2 separate regions of the Zea mays genome follow, and region 1 is linked to region 2. The links are chromatin contacts, called in public Hi-C maps. All regions are on one chromosome and are shown on one strand. Each heading gives the region's core, a stretch centred on a gene start, on an enhancer-like site or on the middle of the called end of the contact. The rest is flanking DNA. Distances are from core to core; before and after follow the strand shown.

Region 1 (5,976 bases), core at 773-3,272, 180 kb before region 2:
TTATATGTGCTGTGTCCCATGCCTATAAATAGGTGAACAGTACCCCCGTACTGTTCACGCTGACTTGGCATTTGCTTTTGCGTTGCACTGGTACTTACGTCTCCTTTCAAGTCGAAATTACATTTGTAACTTGATATCATTTTTATTTCTTCATAATAATAATGCAAAAATAAGTTGATAATAATATATAATTGTCTATGTTGTCCTTCATATTTCATATGGTTCATTCTTCATCATCGTATGTTGTGTTTATGAAGGTGCGCCCTACATAACCTTCGTCCGAAAATCATTGTATCCTAAGGGAAATAATGCTTCGAAGGACGAAGTACTCTACCGTTTAACATTTTCTGTGTTGCCTTTTTCTTAACTCATAGCATCTGAGAACAAGTCCCCAACATGACATATGGTATTACTTTATATAAGATTGCCCAAGCTTAATAAATAATGACTTGGGACTTTTCTAGAAGTTGACTTATTAAGGGAATGACGACTTGTACTAGACTTAAAATGTGTTGAGGGCATAATTTATGTAACAAGTAATTATCACATTTAATACTAGGGACGACTTCCCAATAGATGTAATTTGATGCCAGCTTTTTTTTGGGTCAATAGCATTTCTTGTGTGTCAAATTCCCCAGCATTTACAAATGACAACAATCTGGCCCCTCAAAAATCAGACTGATTTACACAAGTGAATTCGAAAAGATTGATATGGCACCCTATCAGAGTAACTATGACAAAAAAAGCCTCATTTGGAAATTAATCCATAGCTTTTCGAAAATTATCATCATGTAGGGCAGCCATAGCCAAACAGGTTATGGACAGAATAGATTTTGCCATTTTGGATTATCAGAGCAACTACAAAAATGAGAAACGATGACAGAAGATCAGATAGAGTAGTCACCACACTATCATAGGGAAGGCTACAACACCAAATGAACCATCGATAGATGGGGTGTCGCTGTGACTATTATCAGGAAGCAAAAATGTAGATGAATGCACTATCAGAGTAACTATGACATGAAGCCTCATCTGGAGATAAATCCATAGACTTCAAATTATGTTCATCATTTAGAGGATTTCAAATACCAAGATCACAAACAGAGATACAATGTTCGCGCATGGTCAGGCTGAAGAAGAAACTGGAACCAAAAAGGATGTTCAAATTGCCGAAAAAAATGGAAACATTTATTTTGGCGCAAAAGCAATCGATGCAAGTTGACAACAGGAGAAAGAGCTAACAAGCAAAAGCGCAGCTAGTGAGAAATATGGTTCGTCCATGGACTGAAAGCTGGGTGATGCCCTAATCATCACTGCCCGCCCTAGTCAGCACTGGGATCATATCCCTAAGACTAAACATACTGGTGACACACATGCATGTTTCACCCTTTAAAACTAAAGAAAAATTTTCTGAACTGCAAATGAACTATTGGGGCTTGGATTGTAGAATCGAGAGAATATCACTTACTCTGAAGCTTCTTGTCCATGTACCTGCGACGCCAAAGGAAACAAACCCAAATCAGCTCAACGGAACCAATCAAACCGGATTCTAATATGAAGGGGGAGACAGATAGAGATGCGGGCGCTTTACTTCTTGAGATCCGGAGGCTGCCCCGAGCGGCTCATGGTGACGGCTACCTAGCCTCGAACGCGAGAGAGGAAAGGATTTGCGAGCTCCGAACGCCTTATACACGAGACGAAACCCTAACACAACAAACAGATAGCGGCCGAGGAGGCGAGTCTGATGGAGCAGTCCAGCTTTAAATGGGACAAGCCGCCGCCGCCGCCTCAAAACCCTAGCTCGATGGAGACATTGAGGGAGGCCACAGCCTGCAGGTAGGTTCGTTCGACTAGTCATGGGCCGCGAACCATCTACTGCAATTTGCAGCCCATGAGAGACGATCGGGCTCTCCAAGTGGGCATGGTGCAGGGTAGCTGGGCTCCCTGGGCTCCAACAAGGAACGAGGCCCATCTATAATGACGGTTAGACAAAGAAGTGGCGCAGCGGCACTAGGCCATCCGTTGAAGCGTTATCCCGCAGCGGGCAACCACGGTCACGTACGCGAAATCTCTCTCTCTCGTGGTCGTGCGCTTCCTTCCCGAGACTCCAATGCCCCTGCCTCCCCTGCTCCCGCGCCTTTACCCCACGCCGCCTCCACTTCGCGCCGGGGACAGGGGTAACGCCGTCCCTCTCTCTCCTGGAAGAAGAAGGCCGGCGCTTCTCGCTGTCGTCCGCGCAAAGAGAAAGGACGAGGCAAGCTTCACCGACCGCATCCTTGACTACATCGAGGGTATGTGTCTCGAGTCTCAACAGGGTTAGAAGCTGACTCGCTGCGGTAGAGCCGATGTCCGTTTCGTGGTACCTGAACATGTCCCTGAAGAGGGAAATGAGTTTCGGGTCTTAGCCCTCTTAGGTACTCGGATCAGTGCATCCCTATGTCAGTAGGCAGTAGCAACAACTAAAGAAAAAAAAAACATCTTTTCTGTGGTTGTTTATCTTATTATCTAAGCGAACTTAGAGCTCTTGTGCTCGTATGAGCACTTTAAATCTGGTGCCTTCATTTTTCGTCTAAGTGTGAATGTGGTTGTTTATCTTATTATCTAGGGAAATTTGGATCCATACCATTAAAAGATCACCACTTTGGATCCATACTATTACTATCTCACTTACATGTGGGTCCACATGAGTCAATGACATGTGGGGTCCATGGTATATATCTAAAGTTTGGATCTTTTAATGGTATAGATCCAATTGTTCCTATTATCTAAGCATTTTCTGTGCTCATGGAGCTCTTGTGCTCGTATGAGCACTTTAAATCTGGTACCTTCATTTCTCATCAAAGTGTGAATAGATATTTCCTAGTTTCTTCTGTGTGCCACTGCTGCCCTTACCCCTGGATGAGAAATGAATGCACCAGATTTAAAGTGCTCATATAAGCACAAGAGCTCCATGAGCATATGATATGTTCCCATTATCTAATTGGATACTGGCTACCCTTGTCATTTGTCAATGTGGCAGAGTGAGCCAGGACTACTAGCTAACCTAGCAGGCCCTGACCCTGAGTTGTTCGTTTCAAATCTTGCTAGGAGGGCCAAAGTTAAGGAGATGGTATGGAGCACCCGATTTGCTTCCCAAGGATGGGGCTGCGGAGGATGAGGAGGACGAGTCTCAAGGTACATAGAGAAAGCACTCTGTAAATTTGAACTCCTTGGCGGCTGTGTCTTCTTATTTGTTGGCAGATCTGGGGTGACAAATAGATATTGAGGAGTCTCGGGACGCTGTGCTAGTCACCAATGGCGACAGTGAGATTGGACAGGTGTCCTTTCATCTCCATGTTTCCTTATTCCTTCTGCCGTGGAAGTGCCATTGTACAGACTTTATTAGAATAGAGTAGTCCCTAAACTTATAACGTTGTATTATCCCGGTATCTAAACTCATAAAGTGCACGTTGAGGTCTCTAAACTTGTTAAGTTGTATCATCCCAGTCTCTAAACTCTTAATATGCACATTATGGTCTCTATAATTATATGTTGTGCCATCTGGGTATATAAACTTATTTTTTGTGTCATCACATGTTCATAAACTCTTAACTTGTTTTTAATCACATTAAAAATAATTTTAGAGAAACAGATACCACAATCATACAAGTATAAAAACTGAAATATGCATGTTAAGAATTGAAGGACCGGTATGATACAATTTCACAAGTTTAGGGATCTGAATGTACACTTTGGGAGTTTAGTGACCATGATGATACAATGCTACAAGTTTAGGGACCGGTAACGTACTTTACTCAATGTGGTAATTTGTGTGTCTTCATTTTGTTTCTCCCCGTAATCTGAACTGCACACTATATTCTAGAAAAGAATAATCCAGTCTAACACAACCAGTTGTTTGAGCATAAAGTCCTCGCTAAGGAAACAACTAAAGGTTCAGTTCACCCAACAACAAAAAAGAATGAACTTTTATTAGTATACCTTAGCTACAAACACTTGTAAGGGCAAACGATTCAAGTTGGTTTCCTTGTATTTTCAGATGGTGATATTAGCACTAATTCTGAAAAGGGCTAGAACAAAAGCACTTGTTAAGGATAAACGAACCACTGAAGAAGCTTTTGGAACTTATGTGGAGGTGACACTTCAATTTTTTACTGTATTCCACTATTCTATATGTTTCTCAGATGTTGCAACATTCTGCGTTACTGCTATCTTTTAGATCTGAAATTACCAATAAAAGAAACAATGCATGTATTTTTTTTACGGTTCCATCTTGTACAGTAATATTTTGTTGATAAGTACAGCGAGTATCACTCAAATAATCTCATTTTGGTTTATTATAGTGCATGGTTGGTGATATCGGAGATAAGTCCTTCACAAAGAGAGCACTAAGGGGCGTTCGTGCTATAATTTGTCCAGCTGATGTATGTTAAAACTTTGAGGTTTCTATTCATATATTAGCTACTCCCAAAGCATGAGGTGTACTTGTGTTCAACATAAAGCATGGGGCGTACTATTTGCCCAAAAAATAATCATTAGGTGTACTGTTTTATTATCTGTACAATTGTTGATTGTTTGACACTTTTTGGAGGCCCTCTAGCTGATGGCCTGATGTTTAGGGCATTACTTAATTTTTATGTATAAAACAATAACTAACAGATTTAGTTGAGTCCCTCCTTTTGACTTTCATGTAAAGAGCTCTTTCTATTAGGAAACTTTAGAATTTCATGGTATGAATCAACTAGATATTACTGCCTCCATTCCAAATGTAGGACAGTAGGACATTTTGTCTTTTCTAGATATATTGATTTATATGCATATAGACATAATGTATATGTAAGTGCATAGCAAAAGCTATGATTCTAGAAAAGTCAAATAGCCTTGTAATTTGAAATGAAGAGAGTATTAATTTAGTATTATCCATATGTGCCACATATTTGGAACTACTTATGGGTACATTATGTTCATCTTAATCTTGAGAAAGATATGTGATGTGTTAGTTAGTTATGTACTTATATGAGAACGTAAATGCCATTCCTCTTTAATTGCATGATTTACCTTTGAACTTGATATGTTTACAGGATGGTTTTTTCTCTGAACCGATCGACCTCAAGGGTGTTCAACACATTGTTCTGCTATCACAGGTTTGCAATGCTCTTGTAATTCCTTATTATCCAGCTAGCTCTAGCATCAGTCATTTACCCCTATGAGATCTTGATGAGGTTGCAGCTGGCTGTCTACAGAAATAGTGGTGGTTTGCAAGCTATTATGAACAGCAAGCTGAAGACGCTAGCAGAGAAGGATGAAGAAGTGGTTCTTGCATCTGGCATCCCATGTACAATAATCAGAACAGGTTCTCTGCAAAGCACTCCTGGTCGCGAGAGAGGTTTTGATTTTACTGAGGTCTCAGCGATGAAACCCAGCTTACCCCCAGTGCATATTAATTATTGTGCAGTTTCTCTTCCCAGCATTCAGTAATTGAACTAATGAATATCATGCAATTAGGACACACATTTAGACACTATTGTATTCATAGATGTCTGATATAATTTGCAGTCCACAAACTGAATATTATACCTGCATTTCTAGACTTAGGAAACTGAATGGAATATTATCATCTTGGAGTACCTATACTATTCATTGTTGTGATGTATCGCCCTATGGTATTGTCCACGAAATGTGTAGGGCATAGCAAGCAAGGGAAGAATAAGCAAAGAGGATGCTGCTACCATATGTGTGGAAGCTCTGAATAGCATTCCCCTAAAGACACACATTTTTGAGGTATGCACTAGCTAGCTCAATGAGGCATCATGTCATGTGATCCTGATCTTTCTGAGTTTTCTGCCAATCCTTTTCAATTTTTAAGGAACCTTTGCCGTTAGAACGACAACAGAATCATCCCTTTGTGCAGGTTGCAAATGGTAAGGAGAAGGTGATAGACTGGAAAGCATGGTTTGAAGAGCAGACCAAAAGAGAAGA
Region 2 (5,908 bases), core at 517-3,016:
ATGTTTGATGACACGGTGAAATGTATCATTGCTATGACCAAAAAAGACTTGGAGATCTTCAAATGTCGCATTGTGGCTAATCATGAATAAGAAGAACCCAAGTTTTTCCTCAACTTTGATTTTTGTATCTTTAACCAATCCTTCCATTCTAAGATAGTTGGCCAAGGATTTGAAAATGAAAGGTTCCATTCTAAATGATACCCTGCAGTTCTTGATATGGCCTTCAAGTAGCTCTCGAACCTTTTCCTCCCCGGTCAGCGCTGATGTATGCCTCAATTTCTTTTTACTACGTCCAAGATAGCCCAAGAGATGTAGGGAAGGGAGAATCAAAAGGAAGAGGTCATCATCATCCTCCTCCCTCCTCCTAATGTGATCTCTATTGCTCATGTCCATAGCAAAACTAAAAGTAGCATCAAGAGACATAAGGAAAACTAATTACTAAAGCTAGTTATGTTGTTCATATAATTCAAATTCTTTAGGTTTTGGCTAGTACCTTGAGAAAATGGGTCAGGCACCAACACCCAGGATGGGGGAGGCTCGTCCTCGCCTACTCTTACTGGAGCAGGGACAACCTGAAAATAAATAAATTATTGGTTCATATAAACATCAGTAAGAACGGATTATTGTACCTAGAAAATAAAAAGGAGATGCCATTAATACTCTAATATTTAACCCCCATATATATAACCATATAGTCATAATATCTCTTTTTTTGCAAAAGAATAAGAGAGAAACATATTAAGCAATCATCGTATGGAGAGGTACTAATCATATTAGATAATCATCATGTGGAGAGATACATGAACCATCTGTCTTTTTCATCGTATGAAACTATAGAATCAAACTATGGTCCTAGAGGATAAAATAACAAGCAGGGCTGTTTGAAATGCAACGAAAAAAAGCTGCTGAAGAACTATAGTACAATTCCATGCAGGTGATCTAGTTCGTGTACAAAAAAATATGCTGGCTCATTACATGCAGAAAAGAGAATGCAGCTGCTGGCTCATTTCTGCAACACAAGACTGAGAGAATACAATTTAGAAAAGAGGGAAATTCCATGTACTGAACTACTGAAGCCCAGAGATAAGAACTATATATAGTACAATTCCTACCTGAAGTGTACTCCTACTACTCAGGCAGTCAGGCAGCTACACTACCACACCCTGTAGGATTGGGAAAAGAAAATCAACGATTGTCTTGCAGTTTGCACAAGAGAAGAAGCTGGACGATTGCATTCCATTTTTGCATTTGGTTAGCAGTTAGCTTGCTGCCACAAAGCTGCAGAAAGAACGGTTTCCTGCGGAATTCGAGCGTCCGTACTAGCTAACTGCATACGCCTATTGCAGGGGAGAAGCTGACGTTCGCGGTGGAAGAGGCCCTGCCGGCGCGGAAGATGGAGCCCGACGACGAGGCCGAGATGGACGAGGACGAGGACAAGCTGGCCCTGGCAGTGGCCGGCGGGCGCGCGGCGACCTCATCGCGTGCGACCTCGCCCTGCAGCCGCGTCAGGTCGTCGTCTGGTTCCAGAACCGCCGCGCCCGCTGGAAGACCAAGACGCTCGAGCGCCAAATGTGAAAGATAGAGAGAGGGCGTTGAGGACGACGACCTCCAACCGGACAAGGATAGAGAGAGGGGTAGAGAGCAGATGAGAAAGGATCGAACCGGAGAGAAGCTTGCCAGCGGTGTCGACGTTGCCGGCGACGGAGAGGAAGACACCTTGCGCCGCCGCCGCTCCCCTCGGTCACGGCTCCGTGGTTTGTTTCCAGACCCTAGGAGTCATGGCTCCAATCCAGAATCTACTGTCGCAAAAAAAAAATTCAGATCCATGGGCTCGAATTCCAGTGGGCTTAACCGAACACCAAAAATGTTAGAACCTGGATTTTTTCATGGGCTTGGAATATAACCTGGATTGGAGCCCAATCCAGCCTCATCCCAGCCTGGATGGGTAGAACCGAACGAAGCCTAAAGAAGAGTCCAAGTGGATGGACCCATGAGCTCGACTACAAGTCCATGAAGAAGGTCTATAGAGAGGAGGCTTCTAGAAGATTAGATATGGAAAGCATCTTGGTTAGATAATAGATAAGCTTGTAACATAGAGATGAACTCATGCATGACTTGGTAACCGACTCGATTCCATCACAAACTTGGTAACCGACTTAGTACCTTCCATATAACCGTTGTTCCTCCTTAAGATATAAAAGGAGGTCCGAGAAAAATCCCTAAACATTAGAAGATACAAAAGGAGGGACGACAAAAGGAATGATGATATTAGGGATGCTTTGACATGATATCTCTTCTACTTAATGTGATTGGAGCTTCTTTAAAATAAAAGACATGATATGACAAAGTCAACAAAATAAAGTAAAAACAATAGGTATTGGATAGATTAGTACCGAAACATGATTGAACCAAGGTCAATCTCTTCAAAGACCTAGAGACACACGATGGTTCTCTCACTATAAGACTCTTAAGAGTCTCAACAACTTGTTCTCTTCTGTTATTGAATATGCGAAAAAGGATAGCCCAAATGACAAGAAGAGACGCCAAGCCTATGTGCTACTATATACTATATTATCTCAAGTATTTTGATTTTGTGTTTCATTTACGCTTGATGTTGTTGATCGTGGGATATGAAAATTCTCCATGGTATATTGGAGGTCATGTCAGAGGTAAAATTAACAAAACAATTTTTTAAAAAAAAAATCAAAGATGATGGTCGAGAATCTTTACCGCAGACAATATATTCCTTTTGCGAATAGCATGCAACTCCTAAGTTGGGCATGAAAGATGAGTATATTGATCGCCATAAACCAAAAAAAGTCAAACTGAACTAATTACAAGCACTATGGATAGGATTATTAAAAATCAGTTTTTGACTTTCTACTCATAGAGTTTAATAACAGTTTTGGTGAAACAAATTATAATTTGCTTACTGACATATGTCAACTTCCTGACCACTTAGATGGCCTTCAAATTCCTACCAAGATTCTGCAGCGCCGGTGGCGGTGGGGTTTCCTGCAACATGGGAGGATTTTACTCCACTTCGACAGCGTTTTCCACAAGCGCCTGCTTGGGGTCAAGCAAGTTTTTATCCAGGGGAAATGTCAGCAACTCATCAGCAGACCAGGCTTTGTCGGATGGGCCGATGGGCTACAGGAGCAACAGACTGAAGATTTGAATGCTGGGCTTCAGAGGTCTTCACCGGATGGGCCGAGAAGAGGTGAACGTGTGCGAAAGCCAAATGTCAGGGTCCAAGGCCCAAGAGTGGAGGGCGTGAGCGTCGACATCTTGTAACAGAATTATTTAGCACAGTGGCGGACCCAGGAACTGATGACAGCCTAGGCGAGAATACGGTGTGATCCCCACGCCTGTGCTCGTGCCACGTGCTGCTTGCTTCCGTACAATGTGCTCGCGCCTTGCCCTCCATTGCAGCCGGCGAGCCAGCCCAGGCCACCGCCTGCGGTGCCTGGGTGGTGAGTCCGCCCCTGATTTAGCATGTTCATCTTCTTCCCCGAGTCTCTGTTCCTTGTTCATTCTCCTACTGTTCTCGTTCTATTCTCGATCTGCTGCTACTCAGACTGTGAATTAAGGTTCAATTATTGTCACCGATACACTTGTAACACAGTGCTACCTAGTACGACGCGAGGTAACCAAGCACGTACTCCATGCAGCACACGCCACGCAACAAACTCTACTTGCATCTGAATTAATTTAAAATGGTCACATGCAACTGAGCAACTAAGCACCGTTACTGTACAGCTAGCCTAGCTACTAGCTAGCTGGGTTAACATAAGCAAGCAAACATTATCGTTCCCCTCCACCTCCACGCGTGCCTCACGTACGTCTGGCCATGAAGAGCATTGCTAGGTCGATCAGTGGTGCGAGCCAGGCTAGTCTGGCCTAGGAAACCAAACGCGTACTACTCTTTATTTGAGCTATTTTGTTGTGGCGTATGATCCTGCGCCCTATTTCCGCCATCTCTTTACACCACATCTATGCACTCAGCGGGCGCGGCTGATGAGCGATCTCGTAATAATTAATATGCATGGTGATGAATGATCACTACTAGAGATATGCTTATTTAAGACACACATTTTAAGATGGATATCAGTGCATTTTATAAAAGCGTCTTTTATAATATGCTGATGAGTAAGATAAGACAGTTTTTTGGAGATCCGTCTTTAATAAAAAAGTGATTTGAGACGGTTACATTGTAAAAATTGTCTTACATTGAGTTAAGACGAATAGTTATTGAAAACCGTCTCAAATAAATATACCTTTCGAGTCATTAAGATGACAAGAATGCCTTAAATTCTAGTTAGTATATTAGACACTTATGTATATGAAACCATCTCAAATAAAAATATTATTAGAGTCGTCAAGACTATAAAAACTGTCTTAGATGTTAGTGAATATACTAGACACTTCAAGATATGAAACCGTCTTTGTATGATATTTCTAATAAGATATGTTATAAGAAAATATAATAAATAGTGAATTCCGCTTAAACTTATCTCTACAACTTCATGTAGATGGTAAAATAGACCAACATGCGACCCGATCATTAATGTTTCACATAACAGACCTAAGTCACCATTTTGCTTTATTTCCTATCAATTACGTACTAAGGGATACAGGAAGGTATACCCATCCTATGCTGGATATATGCATTTACATTGTCAAGTTCCGAAAAACCAATATAGACTTGAGATTTCTTTAGCCGAAAGAACAAAAGAGGCTTTAGGCATGACTTACAACCCAACCTAACAATCTTTAGACGCAGACAGTTTTAGTCCATCCAACGAGGCGTCCGTCTTCACGGACTGTTTGAACACACGATGACACCAAATACTCTTCTCTCCACTCCACGAGCATCACCAGTAAGGATGAAAACGGTTAGTAAAATCTAGTAAATTTTTTGTACCGCTTAACAAATTTTCTCGATCCAGTACATTTCCGGTAACACTTATCGGATTTTCCCAATCATTTTTGGATTAATCAGGATATATAGAAAACGGTGAGACGTTTTTACCGTCCATTTTTGAAATTTTAGAAAAATCCGACATATTTTGGTAGTTTTACCATATTTTCTCGGGCCATTCACGATAGCCCAACTGACCGAGAAATATTGGCACTTTCAGTAGGCCTACCGGCCCACCAGAGTCAGGCAGCTAGCCAGACAGGCAACCTCCAGCATGTAACACCCCAGGTGTTTATTGTCTGCTCGAGTACGAGTGCGGGCTTTAACACGTGATAGCGGTGAATGTAAAGGCCACTAAGTTTTAATCATCTTCGTCTATCACGATTTTGATATCGTGTCTGTCTCCATCTGTTTAAATTATCCAAATTTATTTTGCAAAAAAATCAGACTTTAGTAATCTTCCAAAACATTGAATCCAATATCATTTGGGTTGAGCCATCGACGTCTTGCCCAAACTATAATCTTTGAAATCAAATGTGGTTCCTTAAAGATTCGTTTGAAATTCTTTCACACTTGCGTCGCACAAGTCTATCTGTGGCCTGACATCGTGTCACGTGTGGTGGGTGCATTGTCTGAGAGAAATCTTGCGCGGGGTTGATAATCATGAGTATTTAGTAGTAAGTCGTTCAACGCAGATAAAGGTAATTAGAACCAAACTTAGTATTCATAATTAATCTATTTCCCTGTTCAGACTGCGGATGAATTATCAGGTTTCAAATTAAATCAAATCAAATCTGGTACAAATTTTGTCACCGGTTTTGTTTGATTCGACCTATTCATACCTCTTTTAGACCTAGATTTCAGAACCCTAAAATATCTACATGTTTATTTTGTTAATGGTTTGGAAAAAATAGGGAAAATATCTGATGGAGACATATCCTCTCCAACGTTTAAACTTCAGCCATATCCAAATCATCAAAGCAAATG

Evidence for each region. Hi-C and Micro-C count contacts between places; a contact is called where the count stands out from the background.
Region 1: a contact with region 2 is called in a Hi-C map of leaf, with 8 times the contacts expected there. The contact joins the promoter of LOC103636217 here to the promoter of LOC100276223 in region 2. A contact is called at or near these places in 7 of 25 Hi-C or Micro-C datasets (bundle sheath, ear, endosperm and 2 more).

What each region holds. Positions count from the first base shown.
Region 1 is chr1:71,862,411-71,868,386 of Zm-B73-REFERENCE-NAM-5.0, reverse strand. It overlaps LOC103636217, which reads left to right and starts at 2,022. Exons shown (of 9, transcript NM_001347002.1): 1 at 2,022-2,291; 2 at 3,088-3,174; 3 at 3,259-3,317; 4 at 4,037-4,132; 5 at 4,341-4,421; 6 at 5,079-5,141; 7 at 5,227-5,383; 8 at 5,683-5,778; 9 at 5,909-5,976. The coding sequence starts at 2,111. The coding sequence ends at 5,750. LOC100282336 (small nuclear ribonucleoprotein G) reads right to left here and starts at 1,762. Exons shown (of 4, transcript NM_001155248.1): 1 at 1,592-1,762; 2 at 1,469-1,491. The coding sequence starts at 1,626.
Region 2 is chr1:71,677,935-71,683,842 of Zm-B73-REFERENCE-NAM-5.0, reverse strand. It overlaps LOC100276223, which reads right to left and starts at 1,766. Exons shown (of 6, transcript NM_001150063.2): 1 at 1,663-1,766; 2 at 494-572.